3 separate regions of the Zea mays genome follow, and all the other regions are linked to region 1. Evidence: chromatin contacts called from public Hi-C data. All regions are on one chromosome and are shown on one strand. Each heading gives the region's core, a stretch centred on a gene start, on an enhancer-like site or on the middle of the called end of the contact. The rest is flanking DNA. Distances are from core to core; before and after follow the strand shown. Region 1 holds the start of LOC103654108 (ethylene receptor 3). Region 2 holds the start of LOC100191636. Region 3 holds the start of LOC100275621 (hydroxyproline-rich glycoprotein family protein).

What was found. Hi-C and Micro-C count contacts between places; a contact is called where the count stands out from the background.
Region 2: a Hi-C map of leaf shows a contact between it and region 1, with 2.6 times the contacts expected there. The contact joins the promoter of LOC100191636 here to the promoter of LOC103654108 in region 1. A contact is called at or near these places in 7 of 25 Hi-C or Micro-C datasets (bundle sheath, ear, endosperm and 3 more).
Region 3: a Hi-C map of endosperm shows a contact between it and region 1, with 5 times the contacts expected there. The contact joins the promoter of LOC100275621 here to the promoter of LOC103654108 in region 1. A contact is called at or near these places in 2 of 25 Hi-C or Micro-C datasets (endosperm and leaf).

Annotation. Positions count from the first base shown.
Region 1 is chr4:175,934,101-175,938,366 of Zm-B73-REFERENCE-NAM-5.0, forward strand. LOC103654108 (ethylene receptor 3) reads right to left here and starts at 2,211. Exons shown (of 3, transcript XM_035967417.1): 1 at 1,414-2,211; 2 at 1-1,209. The coding sequence starts at 2,057.
Region 2 is chr4:175,640,858-175,644,660 of Zm-B73-REFERENCE-NAM-5.0, forward strand. It overlaps LOC100191636, which reads right to left and starts at 2,505. Exons shown (of 3, transcript NM_001137065.1): 1 at 2,346-2,505; 2 at 1,423-2,174; 3 at 434-941. The coding sequence starts at 2,154. The coding sequence ends at 840. LOC100282167 reads right to left here. Exons shown (of 7, transcript NM_001155079.2): 6 at 3,143-3,211; 7 at 2,812-3,067. The coding sequence ends at 2,891.
Region 3 is chr4:175,589,981-175,594,323 of Zm-B73-REFERENCE-NAM-5.0, forward strand. LOC100275621 (hydroxyproline-rich glycoprotein family protein) reads right to left here and starts at 1,803. Exons shown (of 4, transcript NM_001149669.3): 1 at 1,646-1,803; 2 at 1,333-1,407; 3 at 994-1,254. The coding sequence starts at 1,104.

The DNA of each region.
Region 1 (4,266 bases), core at 961-3,460:
GAGTCGCCTGCGTTCTGCTGCCTCTTCACCCCGACCACAAACCTGACCGACGAGTGCCCACCGGAGTAGCTCGGCCTCCACGGATCCCACCTCTGGTCCTCCGTCGCCTCATCATCGGCGCGCACCCGGAACGTGACGTCCCCCTCGTCGACCCGACCGATCAGATTGCCTACCATGTGCAGCAGGACGTGGAAGATCCTCCGCTCATCGCCGATGACAAGGTCCGGCAGCACGTTCTCCACGTGCACCGCGAAACCAAACCGCCCGCTCAGGTCACAGAGACACCTGGCCACGCAGGCGGCGTCCCTCACCATGGAGCGCAGGCGGAACGGCCGCGTCTCCAGCGGGAAGCGCTCCTGGCTGGTGGCCGCGGACATCTCCATGACGTCGTTGATGAGCGTCGAGACGACGGTTGCGGTCCGCGCCACAGCGTCGACGACGAGCCTCTGCTCGGACGCCAGTCCCTCCTCCTCCTGCACCACGGACACCAGTCCCTGGACGGAGTGGATGGGCCTCCGCATTCCCTGGCTCATGACGCGCTGGAACGCGTCCCTGGCCTCGTTCGCCATGAGAGCGTCCCGCCTCGCCTGCAGCAGCTCGCGGTTCTGCTCGGCCAGCCTGTCACGCATCGCCTGCGACTCCTCCAGCAGCGAGGCGTGCGAGAGCGCCACGGCCACCTGGTCGGCGACCACCTCCACGATCTCCAGCTCGTGCGGCGCCCACTTCCTGCCGCTGGGCGGCACCAGAACCAGCACGGCGTAGCTTGCCTTGATCACCTGGGGCGTCCCACCCTTGAAGTCGGCGACCCTGAGCATCGGCATTCGGATCGCCGCCACCGTGCCGGTCCCCTCCTTGCCGCCGCCGCTGGCGGAGCCAAGTACCGAGCCCGGCGGCAGCAGCTTGACCCCGTCGGCGCCCTTGACCTCGAGGACGTCCGCGTCGTCAGCGCCCACTACGGCCTCGCCGTCGTCGCTGCCCCGCCGGAGCTCGTGTGTGAGGCACATTCCGGACTTGTCCTCGGATGGCATCCAGACGGCGCAGTTGTCGAGCGCGAGCACCCTGGAGAGCTCGATGAGCGTGGTGTAGAGCACGGTGTGGCGGTCCAGCGAGCGGCGGATCTCCTGGGTGAGCATGCGGACGTGCCAGCTCGCCTCCTCCTGCCGCTTCATGAGAACCACCTCGCGGTCCAGCTCGCGGGCCTTGATCCACGGAAAAAAATTTGTTGCAGCCCGGCTGCAAACCAGGCTGTTTGCAGCCCCTCACAAAAAGGTGGATAGGCCCCACCTGCAGGTCCACCAGATAACGTTTTAGTTGTATTATTTACCTGCGGGTGGGACCTATCCTCCTTTTTGTGAGGGGCTGCAAACAGTCTGGTTTGCAGCCGGGCTGCAACAAATTTTTTTTCTGATCCACAGCAGGCTCTCGCGGACCTTGACGCGCAGCAGTTGCGGGATGAGCGTGAGCAGCGTGATGGCGGTGAGGAAGGAGACGAGCGCCGTGAGGAACTTGGCGGCAGTGAGGAGCAGCACGACCATGAACGGGTGGGGCTCGTAGGTGAAGGCCGCCAGCAGGTGGGTGAGGCCGCACAGCACGATGAAGGCGCCGAACTGGACCAGCACCCACCGGAACGGGAGCAGGTGGCGGAGCCCCGCGACGAAGTAGAGGATCTCAAGCGGGATGGAGAAGTAGGCCGCCGCGATGAGCAGGTCGCTCACCTTCTGCCACTTGAAGATGTTGTCCAGGCTCCAGAACCCGCTTCCACCGCCAGCGCCGCCGCTGCCGTCGCAGCCGCAATGCGCGTACCCCATCTCGCCGGCGGCGGGGGCGGCGGCGAACGCCAAGAGGAGGAGCCACCGCATCCGCACGGCGGGGGGGGGGGGGGGGGGGGGGGGAGATGAATGGCGTCTCGATCTGGATGAGCATCCGGATCTCGGGCAAAGCATCGTCAGTTCAGCTGCGCCGCTGATGGTGGTGGTGATGACGATGCTGACCAAATTGGCAAGTTGCCGAGGAGATGCGAGAAAAAGATCGCAACTTTCGCAGTCTAGCGTTACCATGTGGCTAGCACTGACGGTTTACAATGACGTTGACGGCATTGCAGTAGTGTCCAGGTAGAAGGAAAGCAAGCAGAAGCATACTAGCGCCGCCTTGGTTGGTCCGAAATGGCGGCGACGGCTCGCGGACCTCTCCCTCACTAGCACCATCTGTATGTACCTGAAGCAGAGGAAAGCAGAGCAGGAACAAGGATCAGATGCCATTTGGACGAGAGACTTTCCCAAGCGGGATTCCACTCCCTACGAAAGAAGGATGGATGAAAACCATTTGAATCCTCTCTGGTTGAACGAAACGAACTTGCCTGGAGAAGTTGCCATAGTAGTTTCCTACCGAAAACTGTTGCTGGGTACCAGTACCAGCAGCACTGGATGAATCAATCAAATGGGGGGAAAAGATCAAGGGCACTTGTTCTTGCGTCCGTGGAGCGGCGATCCTCGCCGCGCTCGGGGAGCAGGGGAGGGCAGCGTTCAGATCTGCAGGCGGCGGACTGGCCCGCCCGATTAGCAAGGATAGGCAGGCCAAGGAACCCCGGCAAGAGGAATCAAGTAGAGACAGACGGGCGGAATGGTGGATGGATTGGGGATGGATGGAGCAGAACGAAGAGTGAAGGAGGCGGCCTAGGCGACGAGGAAGAGGCACGAAGCAAGCAAAGCAAGCCGCCTTGTCTGCGACTGCGAGTGGGGAACAGGAGGGATCCGTCGGGGGTCCGCCACTGAACCAATCTGGCGGTGGCGGCGGGCGGCCATCCCTCGCGCTCGCGCTGCTTGCTTGGAGTTTGTCTACTCGTCAGGTCAGCGGACTCAGCTAGACAGGATGCAGCTGCACTAGAGAGGTGGGGGATATTTTTTCCCCCATTTTTATACTGTATTAGCTAAGGGCTCAGATGAAAACTTCGTGAAATTAGACATTTTGCACGTGTGGCTGATCAAGTCACTTGTTCAACGTGTGGCTTATCTTTAGAGTATCTCTAACAATGCCTCGAATTGATATCTCAAATTACAATATAAGGTTTTATATAAAAAAACTACTCTAACAGTGTCTTGTTTTATAGAATTTGGTCAAAAAATTATAGGACACCCTATCAAGTGCCTCAAATATACTATAACTTAGTAGACATAGTTTGATTACTCTAGCATTGAAGTAGTTTGGAGGGATTGAAGAGTGCATAAATTATAATAGATAAAAACTCACATAATACATCTCGATCCACCTCGAAGACGGACTATGAAAAGGGGCCCATGTTCACCATATGTAGAGACCAAATAGACTATATGAGAAGCTAATAGTGTGTTTGGTTTGAGGGATGAGCTAGTCCATCATCTTCTCACTCCTCACTTTTTTGTTTGGTTTGTGGATTGGAATGAGTTGATCCATCATCACCTTATTCCTCATAGTTAATTAGTTAGTACCAATATGAGGATTGAGGTCATTCCACCAAATTTGAGGAATGAGTCCATGATGCACCACCTCATTTTGGATGGAATGATTTCTCAAACCAAACACCCCCTGAGAGCCTGAAATGGACTTTGATGTAGCTACATATTGTCTTGTGGCCCTAATTGTTTGGTGGTGTAAGAAGTAATCAAATTGTTACTACTCCTTTGTGTAGTATCACATCTGTTAATAACACTAAGGTTTACTTCTTTTGATTGTCGTATTACAAATAATAAACAATATCAAAGCAATGGGGCCTAGAGTGCCCTGGTCGCTGCAGGGCCTTTGGAAAATATAGAGCCGGCCCTGTCCACTCCAATCCCTCGTTGCTGGTAAAACATAAGACTGTCTCCCGCATCTATAATATCCTATCACCTATTTTAAACTTAAATAATGTAATCTAGAGTATAAATCTTCTATTTTAAACGATCTCGTGAGGACAGCCTAAGCGAGATAAAATATCGATTGGTTCCAATGAAGTTACTCTTTTCTATCATTTCGTGGATTTTCTAGTAGAAGATAGTAGTTTATTTTCTACTATTTGTCTTTGCCCTGTCGGAGCGAATGTAGCCATAGGAAGCAAAAAAATTAAAAAAAAAAGACTGAGAAATGGCAACGGTGATGCCAATGCTCTCTCTCAACCTGGGAAAAAAAATCAGGGAAGCCATTTCCATTTCCAAGTCTTTGGTGGATGCTACAACTATTCGATTTTGCTTGCCACCGCAAAAGGCAAAGCAGGTGAGACGAACCTGTACATGATGCATCGGGCCACGGAGA
Region 2 (3,803 bases), core at 1,255-3,754, 290 kb before region 1:
CACAGATCTGATTGCTTGTTATTGGTGAATAAAACATCTGATCGAGCTACTCCTACATCTCTCCTCAACTCAGGAAAAAACAAGGATGAATGACCAATCCATGGATTTCAGAATATAGATATCAATGCTGACTGTTTGATTGGATCCAGAATTTCAGAATATAGATAGATAGATAGACAATGCTGACTGTTTGGACGAGATGAGACGAACCATTTTTTGTTGCTCACACGCTATGTATAAATGAGCTGACGCAGGCCTAGATGGCCTTTTTGTGCGAGCCAAGGGCCACCGCAAGCCAACAAGGCCCACAAAAAAAAACACCCCTGCTATCCTTTTGATGGTATAATAATATAGATTAGTCATATGTTATGCTACCCCACCATCACAAGCCACAATAAAACATTATTATCAGGTCAACTCTGCAGCAGAAAATATACAAGGGACTGCAACAACCAGGCTACCTTCACGGTAGCAGCCAGCCAGCCAACATGACGGTGAAATAAAATCCAGTGATATTATGCCCCATCACATGTATGCATGCATGAACGAACCCCAAATAAGACAGTAATATAGACAAGGAAACCACCAGCAGAGGTTTCATGAGATGACCAAACGAAAAAGCAACCAAACTAAACCCATACAAATATTTACATACCCAGATGGAGTTTTGGAATTCACATACATCGAGCCACCAAACATACTTGTGTCTGCATAAACATCCTCAGTCCTTGGACAACTACTCCAGTCCTGCCCGATGGTTTGTCTTGAGCCGATTCTCAAAGCGACACATGATAGTATATGGGTCCAGGACGCCCGATGGGTTCGCGAACTGACTGCATTCAGCCTGCACGGGCATGCCCATGGACACCGTGACTTGGGTGGTTGCCAGCAACGAGAATGTCGTTGATGCGGTTTAACGGTCCAACCGCGTCGCTGATTTTCTGAAACGCAAAGAAGAGTGTGCGTTCATTAGCATTTGCAGGCGCCATTAAAAAACGAGGGATGCTCCAACATTTTGAGGCCCCATCACATGTATGACTTGGGTGGTTGCTAGTAAACTGATACACTAGCTTGTTTGTAAACAGATAAGGCAGTAGTGAGGTTCTCATTGCTGTAGCATGCTAGTAAACGAATACACTAGCCTGCTAGTAAACACTCAAAATTCTAGAGCTGTAGCATGCATGATGGCCCATTCGTAGTGAAGTTCTCATTGCTGGCATGTGCAACTTAAAAAAAAAGCATGCTTGACAGGATATGAATATATGATGCGACAACAAGAAACAATATCAGAAAATAGAGAAGAAAACCAACAGAAGCTATGTCGGGAGTAGTTGGTTATAAGGTCAGCAGCTATGATACAGACAACATAATGCAATTTTCCTTTGTAATGTAGTATTTGGCAAACAGTTCCACGCAATTTACCTCCTTGTTGGTAGAAGGCGATATCTTGAGCAGCTGAAACTGCAGCCTGCCCTTATGCCAGCGCCGCCCCAGATACGCCAGGCCCACCAAAGCAGCAGTGGTGGCGACGATAGGCCAGAGATGCTTGCTCTCCTTGGCGTTCCTGTAAAGGGAGAGAAGCTGCTTCTTCCACCACGCTTCACGCGGGCCTGACCCAGACCCGGACCCAGACCCAGCAGCAGGCTCGCTCTGCTCGTCAGGTGAGACGACCTTTGTTGAGCCAGTCACGGGGTTGAAACTATGCAGAGTAGTAGGCTCCTCGCTCCTCTTGTCACTCCTGCTCTCCGTGATGGAGCTGTAGACAGGCGACGAGAACCCGGCCGGCTCTTCCCCGACCAGACCCATGCCTTTCAGCGCCTTGCCGTCATCGAACGGGATGGTGGGGACGTCGTCCTCCAGCAGCTTAGTATGCTCGCAAGGCTCCTCCTTGTCCTTGGGCGGTGGTTCTTTGGTGTCGGCGCCTACGAGGAGGCTCTCGACCTCGCTCTGAGACACGGAGAAGTGGCCGGACATGAGTAGGCCGGCGGCTAGATCGTCCCCCTTTGCGCCGTATCTCTTAGCTTCCGCTTCGTCGGAGGGCTCGGGCTTCCTCGGAGCGGGCGCGGCGGCGTATGCGGACGCGGTGAGCTGCACGACCTCCCAATCGTTCCCGCGTGGAGAGGCCTGCTCAGTCCCGCTCTGGCCAGGCTCCATCTTCTCCTTCCCTGCGAATACTGAAGCGGTAGTACAGTACAATACAGCCATCAGGGAAATTATTGATCCATGGGGGCGCTGCGATATGCAAGGTTAAATAAATCAAAACAATCGGGCGCCGCATCCAGTTGCTTAACCAATCAACCTAATAAGGCCGGGTTGATTGGGGAAGAGAGGAGAGACGCGCGTACCAGCGAGGAGGGGTCGGTTGCTTGCTATCTGGTCTGGTGGCGGTGGAGGTGGGGAAAGCAATCCGAGCAGTGGGAATGGGAAGGAAGGGGGTTTCTGGCGTTGCGTGCGGCGGAGACGTTTTCTTCGCTTCCGCGACCCAGTTGCCACTCCACCCGGACGGAACGGCATCTCCATGGTTGGGTTGGGCCCATCGTTTTTTCCGGATTGGGCCTTCAAACCAGCTTTAAGACGGGAACACACAGCAGTTACAGAGGGGAGCGTACCGGTCGACAGAGAGCACAGACCACCACAAGCACAATGGAGAGGTATCCAAAAGATTGACACTTTTAGTGAGATCAACGAAACCAAACCCATGTTTCATCAACAATAATAATAATAATGCTGTTAAACCAGCAAACACTGCATCAGACCCTAACAGCTGTCGCTGCTAAACCAGCCTTCACTGCAGAAGGTTCACATACTTTGACTAATCCTTCAAAGTTTCTTAATAAACCACAATACAACGAAGCATCTTTGGTAGGCAAGACGAGCACGGATTCCGATCCTAAGAGGTGGCCTTCTGCTTCTTGGGCACCCTGTACCCACCCACAACACATGCATGGTCACGCTCGTAGGGCTCCAACGTCACCTGCTCCGCGGGCTTGAACTGATCCGCCTTGAGCTTCTCCACTTCCGCTGCAAACACGGCCTCAGCAGGCAGGGTGGAGTCGATGCAGTTAGCCTGAACAAAATGTTTCCTTGTTAGATTAGATCAATGAAGACCAAGATTACTATCTATATAATTAACTCAAAGTACCTTGATTGAAATGACAAAGTGGCCACCGTTCTTCAAGAAGTATGAAGCATTAAGTGCTAAGATCCTAGCCTGCAGGATATAACACATTCACGCAATGTTTAAAAGCCGTAAAACACTGGCATGGCAATTTCCACCAAACCAAATGGATGTCTCATGTTACATAAATTTGCAGTATACTCATGTCTATATATATATAATATATATATACAATGGGTCTGCACATTCAGTCAAACTGAACATTGAACAGCAGGGAAGGGCCACATTCAGTGAAACTGAACATTGAACAGCAAGTAAGGCATGACGGATGTTGCTGTTCCAACTCAACTATAGAACTGAAACTAATTGGATTATATACCGATCAAGCAACAAACTAGATAAATTACAATGGTCCAAATAGACAACATCAGGTAATTTTCTAGATATCAAATACAGTCAGGAATCAATATAAACGTATTTTAAAAAAAAAACAAAGTCAGCACAAGATGACTCCAAAAAAATGTTACAGATGTACCAAATGAGTTAACAAAACAAGTATCATTCCAAGATTCTAACCTAGGAAGACATCACCAACTAGAAATACTATGAACCCAAATTGATAAATATAGCAAATAAGATTAATAGATTATCCAGAAACACATAACAATAACTCTAAACACTATGT
Region 3 (4,343 bases), core at 553-3,052, 340 kb before region 1:
TACTCATCCTACAAAGTTTCTTGATAAAAAACATAGCATGTGTCAAAGTTTCAAAAAAAGTAATGTTTGACCAAACTTTTGTCACATTCCTGATGTACCTTCCTCATGCACTTCCAAAATAGTACAACAAAAGGAAATAAACAAATCTAACTAGGCGAAGGGTATAGCCCACAATTTTTCCTTCATAGATACTAAAGTGGATGTACAAATGAATAGACCAAAATCAACATTCTACAGCTGCATCTATACCACCAAAAGATAAGAAAAGTTTTCTAGTTCTAGCAAGAATCCTCAGGTCCGAAGCCTGGAAAAAAATATACAGCCAACCCATAGTCACAGCAACCCATTTGCAACTGCAAGGACAACAAATAGTATTTTTCTTCTGTGTTTTTTTTTGCATGCCAAGTTCTGTAAACATCTATTTCCCTTCGTAACAAATAAAAACTATGAAAAGGGAAAAAAGACTGACCACTCAATTTCAGTAACATAAGCATGTAGTTTCGAACACTGACATGACCCCCAAAATTTACAACTTTCCACTAATTACTGACGTACTCTGTATAAAACTAAAAACAAACTGAAGTCCAACATCATTGGATGGAAAATCCATGCATCTAAGATTTATATCTGCACTCTAAATACCCGACAAACTTATTGATAACCAAAATCTAGGAAGTCTGACTACGCGACAACATTCTTCCGTTACTAACTGCAATAATACTATGAAATGCCTACTGAAGTAAATTCAAGAAACGCTCCATGACACGTGTTGTATGAAATGTAATTTTTCACGTCACGCAAATAAAGCCACACAAACAAGCAGCCACAGATGATTAAGCATAACCGTTACACCGGAAACCGCACGTACAAAACTGCTACAGGCATACAATCATTAAAGGGAGCTACACAGGTCATCCAACTAAGCAGGACATCACTAGCTTGTAACGTCGATAGAAAAGAAACCATGCAGTAATAAGGTATTTGAGCACGAACCTGTTCAGCAGGAGGCTGTGTGCGGCTCTCCGCGGTGACGATGGCAACAGCAGCAGCGTTAACTGTATCGACACTGTTGTGCACAGGCCTCATGTCGCCCCCACTCTGCATGATTGCGGCAGCAAAGAGCAAGCACGGTCCTTTCTAAACCAGACCTACGAGATCCAAGCTTGCACACTGGAAGAAACACGATCCAGCCCTGGAGTCTGATCACGGTCCACGAAACCAAAGAGATCGAGTCAGCCTGCAAGGTTGGGAGCCCTGAGACCGTGCTTTCGTCAGAGGGAAGGCACCGGGAAAATGGACTGCGGACGCAAACGCCCCCAAAAAATTCCATACCTTGGGAGTCAAGTCGTGAGGCCCCTGCTGGGCCGAGATCGATCTGCTTTGCACTGCGTTCCGGAGACGAGGAACCTAATCGAACCATGGATGGACAGAGTTAGCAGAATTCCGATCGGTAGGGTTCCCGCACACAGGCGAGGAGCCGGTTAAGGGCATCGCCCGATATTTTTTGCAACGCGATCGAAGCTAGTAGGCAAAATTCATGCATATACAGTAGTGGTTGGATCAGATCCGGGTAAAAACAGTCCGTTAGGGTTTGGATGCTCGGTTTCGCACGGCAGAAAGGGAAGACCAAGGGGAGTGGGCGTACCTGGTGACACTCGTCGCCGGCGAAGGGGCCGAAGAATACCTGGGCGCCTGGCGAGTAGGGCGGCAGCAACGGCCGCCCAGTCGTCGCCGTCGCCGTCGCCACGAGAGAGAGAACAGGGGCAGGGAGGGAGTGCAGCGCGCACGCTGGGGGTGATGGAATAGAAGGAGGAAAAGAAAGGAAGGGTTGCAGGCTTGCAGCTATAGACGAAACAATTACTATTTTACCATTTTCAGTTTTCACAACGTGCTATTATGCCATCTCATTTCCGTGCCTACGACTTGTGAGGTTATAAGAGCATCTCCAAGAACGATGCTAAAAGACCCCGAAAAACTTTTTTCAGGGAGAAAGCTCGTTTTCTCTCCTCCAACAGCTCTTGCAAACTTCCCCCATATTTTCGCCGTCACGCATCCGAGCCGATCCATCCCGCAAATTTGCGCGAGGTGAAATCCCCCAATCCCTTCGCTGCCGCGCATAGCACCTGTTTCCGGCACCCATTTTCGCCCTCGCGCGCTTTTGTGTTGTTTGTAGCCATGGCGGGAGAGGCCTGATCGGTGTCGGCGGCGGCGGCGGCGGCGGCGGCAGCGGCCACAAGGACGGCTGCGGCAGTGGCACTGGTTTGAACTTTGAAGCACTTCGGCAGCGACGACGTCAAGGGCAACGGCTCCCGCGACAGCGGCTTCGGTGCTCCCTCGCATCTCGTCCAGTCGAGTCGGCTCCTTCATCCCTCCTCCCGTGCAGACGCACTCGGCAGCCAGCCACCAGCTCCCAGCCCCTGCAGCGCCCAGCCCTAGCCCCGCCCTCCGCCCGCTAGTAGCAGCGACAGTGCGCAACCTTGCAGGCACGCACAGCGCGGCCCCTGCCCTGCCCTGCCCTCTGCTCGCCCCCTGCCCTGAGATAAGTATTGAATAGATAGTAGAGTTTACGTTTGATAATTTATGTGAGTTGTGATTTAGTTCTAGAACTACTAGTTTTGTATTTCTTGATTGCTCCAGGTATTGATGCCCTTGCAGTTGCTTGTAGGAGGTGGATGGGATATTCTACGGTCTGGTGGGGAGTAATGAATGGTTCATGGCACGCACAACCTGCTATCTCAGTTTCTGATAGTAGGGGCATTCTGCTGCTATGTCAACATGTTTTTTTATGTGTCTTCATGTGCTGGGAAGATGAATTGGTAGGAGACTGACTTGTTTTCATGAACTAGAAAGTTGGACAAGTAGTAGGCCAGCATGCCTTTATCCAAAGATCTTTTGTCTCTCATTTGTGTTAGAAACTAGCTACATGGTCGTTGCTTGATATGTTAATATTACTAGCATGTCACACAATGTTCATAATGGATATCTCGATCAATCATCTGTTTATCTTTTACAGTTTGTGTGCCTCGCTCAGTGACTGATGATGTTTCAAGCCATATTTGTCTGTTTATAGTTTCTAGCAAGGTCAAAAAACTTACCCCTGTTCTATGATTCAGACTTCAGAGGCTGGCGTAGCCATGGCACACTTAAATTTACCCTAGTATGCACATGTTGATGCAATAGTAGGAAAATAAACGCCTTGCATCTTGGGCCAGATTAGAGTTTTCAGCATTTGTTTAAGAAACTGTTGGAGTATACACTATAATTTACCTCTAAAATTTTTTAGCCTGCCCCCAATAGTTAATTTTTGGGAGGATATTTTTAGCTTCCTCTTGGAGTTGCTCTAAGTGTCTATAATTTATAGATCTGATTATAAATTAGTGAAAGCCCATAAATCATTCAAGGACTCAAGTGGAGCAGACATCATTTTATCTCATAATTAGGGGTATCTAGATCACAACACTGAAGTGACTAGACGCTTAAGTAAGAACGGGTCATAAGCAAACACGCTTTCAACCTTACCAAGGCACGCGGAACCTAAGTCACGACTCGCCTGAGACCAACCCCGGACAGAAAACACAGTCACGACTCGTTCGAGGCCAACCTCGGACGAGAAACGCATTCACGACTCGCCCGAGGCCAACCTCGTGCGGGAAACGTATTTCTGACGCACCCGAGGGCGTCTCGGGCAACGCTCCGGAGCATGCCCGCCTCGGCCAACTACTCCGATCCCAGAACGTGTGTCCGTACGACCACTTATCCTGCGGAAGGCACCAAAGTCAACAAATGACGACACGACCACGGTCTAATCTACTTTTACCACCCACAACGATGGTTAGAGCGTGACTACATGTAACGTCTAATCTCGACCTCGGGCTCGAGCGAAATCTTCGCCTCGCCCGAGCTTGGCCTCGTCCAACTGTCCTAATAGGGAAGCATGTATATTAAATGACACCTGCTCTCCCGTGAAAACCACTGAAGACCATGCCGAGCACTCCTTCAACCACTCCAACTCGACAGACAAAACGTCTCATCCACACCCATGTACAGGCTAGGGCTCGGACGCATGCCCGTGCTCCTAAACTCAGCCTCGACTCTCTACCCAGTCAAAGGAACATGATATAGGGATCGAGCGTCCTTCTCCTAACCAAAGACGACAACCAGGATGAGAGCCATCCTGCTAGCCATACCACTACAGGGCTTGGACATGCCCCTACGACCACGACGATAGCATGGTGACACCTGTACACCTGGGCCTCCTCCTTGCAACTATAAAAGGAGGAGCTCGGTGCCTTCTATGGGAGGGAGGACACTTCACCGTCCATTACTCACCCTACTCCTGGTAT